Linked DNA regions of Sus scrofa: region 2 is linked to region 1. Evidence: chromatin contacts called from public Hi-C data. All regions are on one chromosome and are shown on one strand. The core of a region is the stretch at or near the end of the contact, and the rest is flanking DNA. Distances in the headings are between cores, read along the strand shown.

Region 1 (5,029 bases), core at 1,758-4,257:
GAAAAACAACAACAACAACAAGTTAATCATCTAAAAGTTTGAAATGATGAAATGGCTGCTTACCTTAGAACTAAATCCCCCTTGGTTTTAAGCTGTGGGTCCTCAAAAATTTCTACTACTTTCCTTTGGGTTATCTTTCCCCTTCCAGCGCTCCTCAACATGAGAGGTTCGGAGATGCACCCTGTGACCAACTTTGGGTCCCTATGGTTAACCCTCCTGTTCCAAAATGTACAGCTTGTCCCACCCACCTTCCACCAACAAACCCAGTTCAGCCTCACCGACAGACTAGAAGCACACACAATCCTTGTTTCATTTCATCTAAATCTGTGCTTTGCAATACAGTAGCTGCCCCGTGTGCCCAGTGAGTGCTTCAAATATGGCTGGTCTGTAATGAGTTAGGCTGTGAGTGTGCAGGTTTCAAAGACTTAGCACCACAAATAAAATATTTCATTAATAGTTGTTCTGTATTGCTTACATGATGAAATACAATTTTTATTTATTTATTTTTTGGCCACATTCACGGCTTACAGAAGTTCCTGGGCCAGGAATCGAACCTGAGCCACACCAGTGATAATACCGGATCCTTAAGCCGCAGAGCCACCAGGGAACTCCTGAAATAATATTTTGGATATACTGGATTAAGTAAAACATATTAAAGCACATCTTACTTATTTTTGTTTTTAAATGTGGCTACTAGAAAATGCAGAATTACAGATCAGATACACTATATTTCTACAGAATAGCACTGGTCTAAATCCTGTCCTCACACCTCCCTCTGCAGACCCACAAATACCAAGTGTAATAAGTCAGCTGGCCCTGTATGATGCCTGCTTTTGAGCAGCTGCACTTTAGCAAGGACAGCGAGAAGAGGGGCTTCTATTCCAAAGCACTGAGCCAGGTGGCTGGGGCTGGCACACTGCCTTCCAGACAGAGCCTATATAACTAGTGCTAGAACTTGAGAGCTGCAAGAGGCACACTTTGGATCCAAAAGAGTTAGGTTTTCCATTTAGCACAATTAAAAATAAAGGGGAGTTCTCTTGTGGTGGAACAGGTTAAGGATCTGGCGTTGTTACTGCAGCAGCTTGGGTTGCTGCTGTGGTATGGGTTCAGTCCCTGGCCTAGGAACTTTCAAATGCCACAGGTGTGGCCAAAAATTTGTTTTAAATAAAAATAAAGGGAGTTCCCTGGTAGCCTAGCAAGTTAAGGATCCAGTGTTGTCACTGCTGTGGCATGAGTTCAAGCCCTGGCCCAGGAATTTCCACATGCCATAGGGGCAGCCAAAAAAATTTTTTTAATAAAATAGGAGTTCCCGGAGTTCCCATTGTGACTCAGTGCTAGTGGACCCAACTAGTATCCATGAGGACTTGGGTTCAATCCCTGGACCCATTCGGTGGGTTAAGGATCTGGTGTGACTGTGGCGTAGCCTGGCAGCTGCAGCTCCAGTTTTGACCCCTGGCCTGGGAACTTCCATATGCACAGGTGCAGCCTTAAAAAGAGGGGAAAAAAATAGGAGTTCCTGCTGGGATGCAGTGGGTTAAGAACCCGACTGCATGGGTTAACAATCTGGCGTTGCCGTGAGCTGTGGTGTAGGTTGCAGACGGGGCTCGGATCCCGAGTTGCTGTGGCTCTGGCGTAGGCTGGCAGCTACAGCTCCGATTAGACCCCTAGCCTGGGAACCTCCATATGCCGCAGAAGCGGCCCAAAGAAATAGCAAAAAAGAAAAAAAAAAATTGTTGTTGTGGCTGTGGCGTAGGCCAGCAGCTGTAGCTCCAATTGGACCCCTAGCCTGGGAACCTCCATATGCTGCGGGTATAGCCCTAAAAAGCAAATAAATAAACAAACAAATAACAAGTAATTACAAATAAAATAAGCTTTTTTTTTTTTCTTTTTAGGGCTGCATCTGCAGCATATGGAGGTTCCCAGGCTAGGGGTTGAATCGGAGCTACAGCTGCCAGCCTACACCAAAGCTACAGCAACACCAGATCCGAGCCGTGTCTGCGACCTATACCACAGCTCATGGCAATGCCGGATCCTTAACCCACTGATCAAGGCCAGGGATTGAACCCCCAATCTCATTGTTCCTAGTCAGATTCATTTCTGCTGCGCCACGATGAGAACTCCTAGAAATAAAATAAACTTTAAAGGAATTAAGTTTTCCTACCAAAAAGTCAAATGAGATAAAATAAAATGGCATTATGATGTAATTTGCAAACAGGCCGGTCCTAGGGGGTGAGAAGCTTGCCCCTGAGATGGATGCTGGAGTGGAAGGGTAGTGGAATCAGAAAACTGTCTCACCTCGTCCTCAAATCAAGGCTTTGTGTCTGTAGACTCCCCAAGCTATTTAAGGCCACATGTCCTCGACAAATACAGGAACCTGTGAAGGGGCAGTGGTGGTGGCAGCTTTTTACAGCCAGTGACCAAGAATGGTTTTTATATTTTTTTTTATGTGGTTGAAGAGATCAAAAGAAGAATAGTTCATGATTTGTAAATACTGATTCAGATTTGTGTCCATGAGTAGCTTTATTGGAACAGGCTACGCTCATCCTTTATATACTGTCTATGGCTGCTTCTCTGCGTCAAAAAAGAGCTGAGCAGTTGTGGCAGAGACCGTACGGCCTGCAAAGCAGAAAATATTCACTGTGGGACCCTTGACGGAAAAACTGTCCATCCCTGTTCTAGGGCCTCTTCTCTATCGCGCCGCTGGGCTGCAGTTTTCCCCTCGCGCAAGGAAAGAGAGTAGGGAGGCCCCCGGGCGATGCCTGATGACTGCTCCCTGTGGGACTTGGCACAAAGCTCCCAAGATCGGGCTCTGCCTGAGCCGATTACGTGGGGGAAACGCGCCGCCAGTCCTGCTCACTTCCCAGCGTCCACGCGCCAGCACGCTGCGCTGGGGGATGGGGCAGCGGCCACGCGCAGCGAGGAAAAGCGGCCCGGGGGTACAACCGCGGATTGGCTCCTGCTGACTGGCCACCGCCCACGTCCCCGCGCGCGAGGGAGGAGGGGCAAGCCGGGGGAGTGGGCGGAGTCATCCTGCCTGGGCGGGGCGAGCCCCTCCGCGCCTTCCGCCGTAGAAAGGCGCCTGCGCACTGCCAGGCTGCGCCAGGAGATCCCGTAAAACTGAGACGACGCCTGGTGAAGCAGATTTATAGTAACAAAAGTTCTACTCTTTGGGCTCCTAGGGAAGAAATGCAGGGAGAAAGTTTTGTGTTTGTTTGTTTGTTTGTTTGTTTTTGTCTTTTTGACATTTCTTGGGCCGCTCCCGCGGCATATGGAGGTTCCAAGCTAGGGGTCTAATCGGAGCTGTAGCCGCTGGCCTACACCACAGCCACAGCAACGCCGGATCCTCAACCCACTGAGCAAGGCCAGGGATCGAACCCTCAACCTCACGGTTCCTAGTCGGATTCGTTAACCACTGAGACACTAGGGGAACTCCATGTGCTTTTTTAATTGAAATGGAATTCATGTACCTTTTGAAGTGTAAAGTTTAGTGGTTCACCCTTTTGAAGTGTAAAGTTTAGTGGTTTTGGTATACTCAGATTTGTGCAGCCATAGACACTACTTAAGAACATTTTCATCAGCACCCCGCCCACACCCCCGAAAAGGAATCTCTTAGCATTCCTCCCTCACCCTAGTTCCTGGCAACCACCAGTCTGCATTCCGTCTCTATGGACTTAGATATTCTGGACATTGTAAGTAAGTGGGATCAGATATTGGCTTTCACTGAGCATACTTTTCAAAGTTCCTCCCCATTGTAGCATGTATCAGTAGTTCCTTCTTACGGCCGAATAATGTTGTTTGGAATGTATATACCACATTGTTTATCCATTCATCAGTTAATATTTTGGTTGCCTCTACTTTTTTTTTTTTGTCTTTTTGCCATTTCTTGGGCCGCTCCCGCGGCATATGGGAGGTTCCCAGGCTAGGGGTCCAATTGGAGCTGTAGCCAACGGCGTAAGCCAGAACCACAGCAACGCGGGATCCGAGCCGCGTCTGCAACCTGCACCACAGCTCACGGCAATGCCGGATCGTTAACCCACTGAGCAAGGGCAGGGATCGAACCCGCAACCTCATGGTTCCTAGTCAGATTCGTTAGCCACTGCGCCACGACGGGAACTCCCGCCTCCACTTTTTGACTGTTTGAATAATACTGCTGTAAACATTTGTGTTCAAGTCTTTGTGTGGACATATTTTCAGTTCTCGGGAGTTCCCGTTGTGGCTCAGTGGTAATGAATCCAAATAGTATCCTTGAGGATTTGGGTTCAATCCCTGGCTCTGCTCAGTGGGTTAAGGATCTGGCCTTGTCATGAGCTGTGGTATAGGCCTCACACTTGGTTTGGATCCTGTGTTGCTGTGGCTGTGGCATAGGACAGCAGCTGCAGCTCCCATTTGACCCCTAGCCTGGGAACGTACATCTGCCCCACCTATGACCCTAAAAATAAATTTTAAAAAAAGTATATATATATATACACATGCATATATATATATACTTTCTTTCAGTTCTTTTGGGTATATACCTGGAAATGGAATTACTGGGTCTTATATTTGTGTTTAAACTTGTGAGGAACTGCCAAACTACTTTCCACGGTGAATGCACCATTTTGCATTCCCACCTGCAATGTGTGAGGGTTCCAGTTTTTCTACATCTTCACAAACAATTGTTTTTTTTTTTTTTTTGGTCTTTTGTCTTTTGTTGTTGTTGTTGTTGCTATTTCTTGGGCCGCTCCCGCGGCATATGGAGGTTCCCAGGCTAGGGGTTGAATCGGAGCTGTAGCCACCGGCCTACGCCAGAGCCACAGCAACGCGGGATCCGAGCCGCGTCTGCAACCTACACCACAGCTCACGGCAACGCCGGATCGTTAACCCACTGAGCAAGGGCAGGGACCGAACCCGCAACCTCATGGTTCCTAGTCGGATTCGTTAACCACTGTGCCACGACGGGAACTCCAACAATTGTTTTTATTTGTGTTTCGACTACAGCAATCATAGTGAGTGTGATATGGTATCTTGTGGATTTGATTTGCGTTTCCCC
Region 2 (5,029 bases), core at 1,517-4,016, 220 kb before region 1:
TGGCCAAGGCCCAGGTTCAAGTCCCTGGGCAGGTCAGCCAGGGAGGAGGGGGGAGGGAAGAACCTGGACGGGGGCTTTGGTGAGGGGCTCACCCACCAGGGCCACTCTGCAGAGACCAGCCCCAGGGCTGAGTTGGTCCTCCCTGCACAGGGAGTGAGAAGGCTGGAGTGCAGGTTGCCTGCCCCCAGGCCAAGCAACAGAGGGAACACGTTGGGGGCAGAGGGGCATGGGCGGGGCAGTGGGAGCAGCAGAAGCTGGCTCCCCCCTCTGCACTGAATTCCTTACTCCCTGTCTCCCACCTCCCTCCCCTTCTCCTCCTGCTGCTTCCAGCCGAGCCTGAAGCCTGAGCTCCGCCCCCCAGCTGGTGCAGCCCCCCCTGACCTTTGAGGAACAGTAACCCCAACAGGGAAGGCTTGATCAGAGGGAAGTCTCTCCTGCGGTCAAACACCAGACACGCGTCTACATCATCTCATTAATCCTAACCTGTATGGTGGGTTCTACCATTAACCTTTTTTTTTTTTTTTTTTAGGGGCCATGCCCACAGTATATGGAGGTTCCCAGGCTAGGGGTCAGGTTGGAGTTTCAGCTGCCAGCCTACACCACAGCCACAGCAACACAGGATCTGAGCCGTGTCTGCAACCTACACCACAGCTCACAGCAACTCTGCATCCTTAACCCACTGAGCAAGGCCGGGGATCAAACCCGCAACCTCATGGTTCCTAGTCGGATTCGTTTCCGCTGCGCCATGATGGGAACTCCAACCATTATCCCTATTTTAGAGATGAGCCAGCTGTAGAGATAATTCATAGCTTTCCCAAAAACACACAGCCACGAAATGAGAGCCAGCGTCCAAGTCCAAGTCTACTCTGGGGACCCCGAGCTGGGACCCCTGGCTGCCCTCCTGCCACCTCATGGCCCATCGCGGCCAGCCCCCTGGCCATGCCTTTACTCATCCCACAAACCCTGGAGGTGGTGCTGTGTAGAGAGCTCTCTGAAACGGAGCTGGGAGGCCATCAGGGAAGTGAGCCATTTGCTCGCCTCAGCCCAGATGGAGTCTGACCTTTTGACCACTCATGGTCTTAACAAAGACATCTAGAACATCGGCCCAGCGTTCCAGAAACTCAAGATACTTATCAGACCCTTACCCTAAAATAACTCGTGACAGCCTATCCATAAGGAAAAATATTTCCTTCCTTGGGTCAGAGGATAGCCTGTGGTTTTTGTCTTTGTGGCCTCTGACTGTCTCTTCCCCAGAACATTCTTTTGGTTTGACCCAAAGCTATGTCTCCCAAATTGCAATTCTTTTTTTTTTTTTTTTGTCTTTTGTCTTTTTAGGGCCGCACCCTTGGCATATGGAGGTTCCCAGACTAGGGGTCTAATCGGAGCTGTAGCCACCGGCCTATGCCACAGCCACAGCAACACCAGATTCGAGCCACATCTGCAACCTACACCACAGCTCACGGCAATGCCAGATCCTTAATCAACTGAGCAAGGCCAGGGATTGAACCTGCATCCTCATGGATTCTAGTCGGGCTCGTTAACCACTGAGCCATGATGGGAACTCCACAAATTGCAATTCCTAAGAGCCCAAACAAAATTCTTTGTTCTCTGCAGCCTCTATGCTGACTGTTGTCCAACAACCCCCGACATAATAGGATGCTTAAAAAGAACTTTTTCAAGGAGTTCCCGTCGTGGCTCAGAGGTTAACGAATCTGACTAGGAACTATGAGGTTGCAGGTTCGATCCGTGGCCTTGCTCAGTGGGTTAAGGATCTGGCGTTGCCGTGAGCTGTGTTGTAGGTTGCAGACGCGGCTCAGATCCCCTGTTGCTGTGACTGTGGTGCAGGCTGAAGCTACAGCTCTGATTGGACCCCTAGCCTGGGAACCTCCATATGCCCTAGGAGCGGCCCTAGAAAAGGCAAAAAGACCAAAAAAAAAAGGAACTTTTTCAATTGTCTCCCTTTTTGCTGTGGCCCCAAAGCAGAGGACAAGGGCTTAAGTCTCTACACCTACTGAAGAGAGGCTCTTGACCAGCTATGGAGAACTTTTTGGGAAGGAGGTGGACCAAAAACACAGTGTCCCTACCTATCCCTGGGAGTGAGGCAGGGTGTTGGCAGGGCTGCTGTTTGATCCCCACATCATCCCCATGGAGGGGAGGGCAAGGCACTTCCCCTTCACCTTAACCCCAGTGAGAACCACGCAGGGCTTGGGCTGCATCCTGTGGACACCCAAACTCTCCTGGCAAGAAGCTGGCTGCCCCAGCAGCAGGAGCAGAGAGACCTGGGCACTTGTCCAGTGTTGTGCACAGTCTCCTTTCTACCAGCAGAGGGCGTCCTTATAAGGGCACCAATCCCTTCCTGAGGTTTCCACCCCCATGACCTCGTCCAAACCCAATTACCTCTCCCAAAGGCCCCAACTTCTAAATACTAGTACATTGGGGATCAACATATGAATTTGGGGGGAACAATGATTCAGTCCATGGCGGAAGTCAATATAGGATTTAAAGCTGCAGAACCAGCTTTGTTTGCCAGAAAGACAAATGTAACAGCAATGTGAAAGACAAACTGGGTTTAACTCATTTTTCCTTATGGTAGGGCTGCCACCAGCAGGGCTGTGTGGCTCAGCCCTAAAGAGGAGAAGATGGGGTCTGATGTATGGTCCAGCCAGCTCTCATCCAAGCCTCTGGTCACGAGGTTCTTCCAGGCAATGCTTCGGCAATCCCACCACCCCAGACCTTTTAGGCGTCTCCGGTAGGCAGGGACTCGAGTGGGGACTGAATGGTCAGCAGGGGGCACCAAAGGACCAGTGATTGGACAGTCACAAGGCTGCTCAGCCCTCTCCTGCCACGTGGTGAAAAGGAAAGCCGGCCAGGTTCCAGACCCTGGCACAGCCTGATCCCATGGGCTCCATCCTGGCCTCAGATAAGAGGTCCAAAGAGAAAGGGGGTACGGTTTTTCCTCCAAATTCAGGGAAATACGCACACGTGCGCGCACACATACCACACAACACACACACACACACACACACACACACACACACACACACACACACACGTTTTTTTAAAGGCTCTTCCTAGATGAAAGAGGTTTTTACTTACCAAACTCAGTAATTTTCCTGATCACGTTTTGGATCATAATTTTGTGTGTTCCTAAAGTAACACTGTGGCTCTGAGCTGCGAGCAAGGACATTTCTCAGAACACAAAATATCAAGCCAGAGCTGGATGTGAGGTCCCAGAACTGATTCTGATCTGGTAATAATTTCCACTCTTGAGAGTAACTCACAAGCTAGGACTGCATTTGTGAATATATTTACCACCGGTAATCTGTAACTGGGAAAAGGAATGGACGGAAACCATCTTTATGTCCAAAGTTAAGGGACAATAGCAAATGCTAAACATCAGCAGGAGGGAACTATACATCTTCTTAAAATAGAAACTACGCACTTGTAGGAAGATTTGGTCAGAAAACAGAAAGGTTTGGGGGTTTTTTGTGAGGGAGGGGGACGCATTAAAAAGAGCTTTGAGGTGCAGTGGAAGCGAATCCGACTAGGAACCATGAGGTTGTGGATTCAATCCCTGGCATCGCTCAGTGGGTTAAGGATCCAGCATTGCCTTGAGCTGTGATATAGTTCACAGACGAGGCTCAGATCCCCCGTTGCTCTGTCTGTGGCGTAGGCTGGCAGCAATAGTTCCAATTCAACCCCTAGCCTGGGAACCTCCATATGCCACAGGTGCAGCCCTAAAAAAAAAAAAGAGTTTTGACTCATTCCTTGAAGCAAAGCTTGTCTTCCCTCCCCTGAGAGAGTAAGAGCTGGCACAGGACCTTCCTGCTTGGTTGAGAATTTGATTGTTTGCTCTCTGGTTTAAAGAATAAGTGATTACAGGGGTTCCCTCATGGCTCAGTGGTTAACGAATCCAACTAGGAACCATGAGTTTGCAGGTTGGATCCCTGGCCTTGCTCAGTGGGTTAAGGATCCAGCATTGCCGTGAGCTGTGGTGTGGGTCACAGAGGCAGCTCGGATCCCATGTGTTGCTGTGGCTGTGGCTTAGGCTGGCAGCTATAGCTCCAATTAGACCCCTAGCCTGGGAACCTCCATATGCCGCAGGTGCAGCCCTAGAAAAAAGAGAAAAAGACAAAAAAAAAGAAGAAGTGATTACAATGCCTGTATTTCAGTATTTTGGTATATTGCCTAATTTTTAGGTACCAAAATATTAATATTATTTTTGTCCTTTTTAGGGCTGCACCCGAGGCATATGGAGGTTCCCAGGCTAGGGGTCAAATCAGAGCTACAGCCACCAGCCTACACCACAGGCACAGCCACACAGGATCGGAGCCAAGTCTGAGTCCTATGCCACAGCTCACAGCAATGCTGGATCCTTAACCCACTGAGAAAGACCAGGGATTGAACCCACAACCTCATGGTTCCTAGTTGGATTTGCTTCCACTGTGCCACAACGGGAACTCCCGGTATTTTTTTTTAATCTGAAATATTAACCGCTTATATGTTGAGATGTACCTAAGAATTTTAGGTTATATTAAAATTTCAAATCAAAGGTTAACTGTGTTAGGAAGCATTCTTCTATACCTCCATAATCTGCAAAAAGTGACAGAAAATGGCAATCAACAAAGTAAAGAGGAGTTCCTGTTGTGGCTCAGCAAGTTAAGAGCCTAACATGGTGTCCATGAGGATGCAGGTTTGATCCCTGGCCTCGCTCGGTGGGTTAAGGATCCAGCATTTCTGTGGCTGTGGCACAACTCTCAGCTGCAGCTCCAATTTGACCCCAGTCCAGGAACTTCCATATGCCACAGGCTGAAAAAAAAAAAAAAAATGAAGAATAATCCCTATTACCCCTAAGCAAGGGATGTATGGGTGTTTCAGCACTGAAATTGATGCTGCTATAGGCTTCAAGTCCCCTTCAAGGAAATTAAACTCCAAGACCTCTGGCCACGGCTCATTGTAATGCCCCTTCCCCCACCTTGACCAGCCTGAGCTGCTCACTCTCTGCCAGAGAAGGAATATCGGCCACTCT

What was found. A called contact is a pair of places that touch in the nucleus more often than the background predicts.
Region 2: a Hi-C map of heart right ventricle shows a contact between it and region 1, with 4 times the contacts expected there. A contact is called at or near these places in 4 of 47 Hi-C or Micro-C datasets (epiblast stem cells, fibroblasts, heart right ventricle and 1 more) and 1 of 2 datasets of targeted methods (alveolar macrophages).

The regions. Positions count from the first base shown.
Region 1 is chr4:95,892,604-95,897,632 of Sscrofa11.1, reverse strand. No RefSeq gene overlaps it. Among named protein-coding and RNA genes, the nearest start is that of SLC27A3, 8.5 kb to the left of the region's middle.
Region 2 is chr4:96,109,613-96,114,641 of Sscrofa11.1, reverse strand. No RefSeq gene overlaps it. Among named protein-coding and RNA genes, the nearest start is that of S100A6, 14 kb to the right of the region's middle.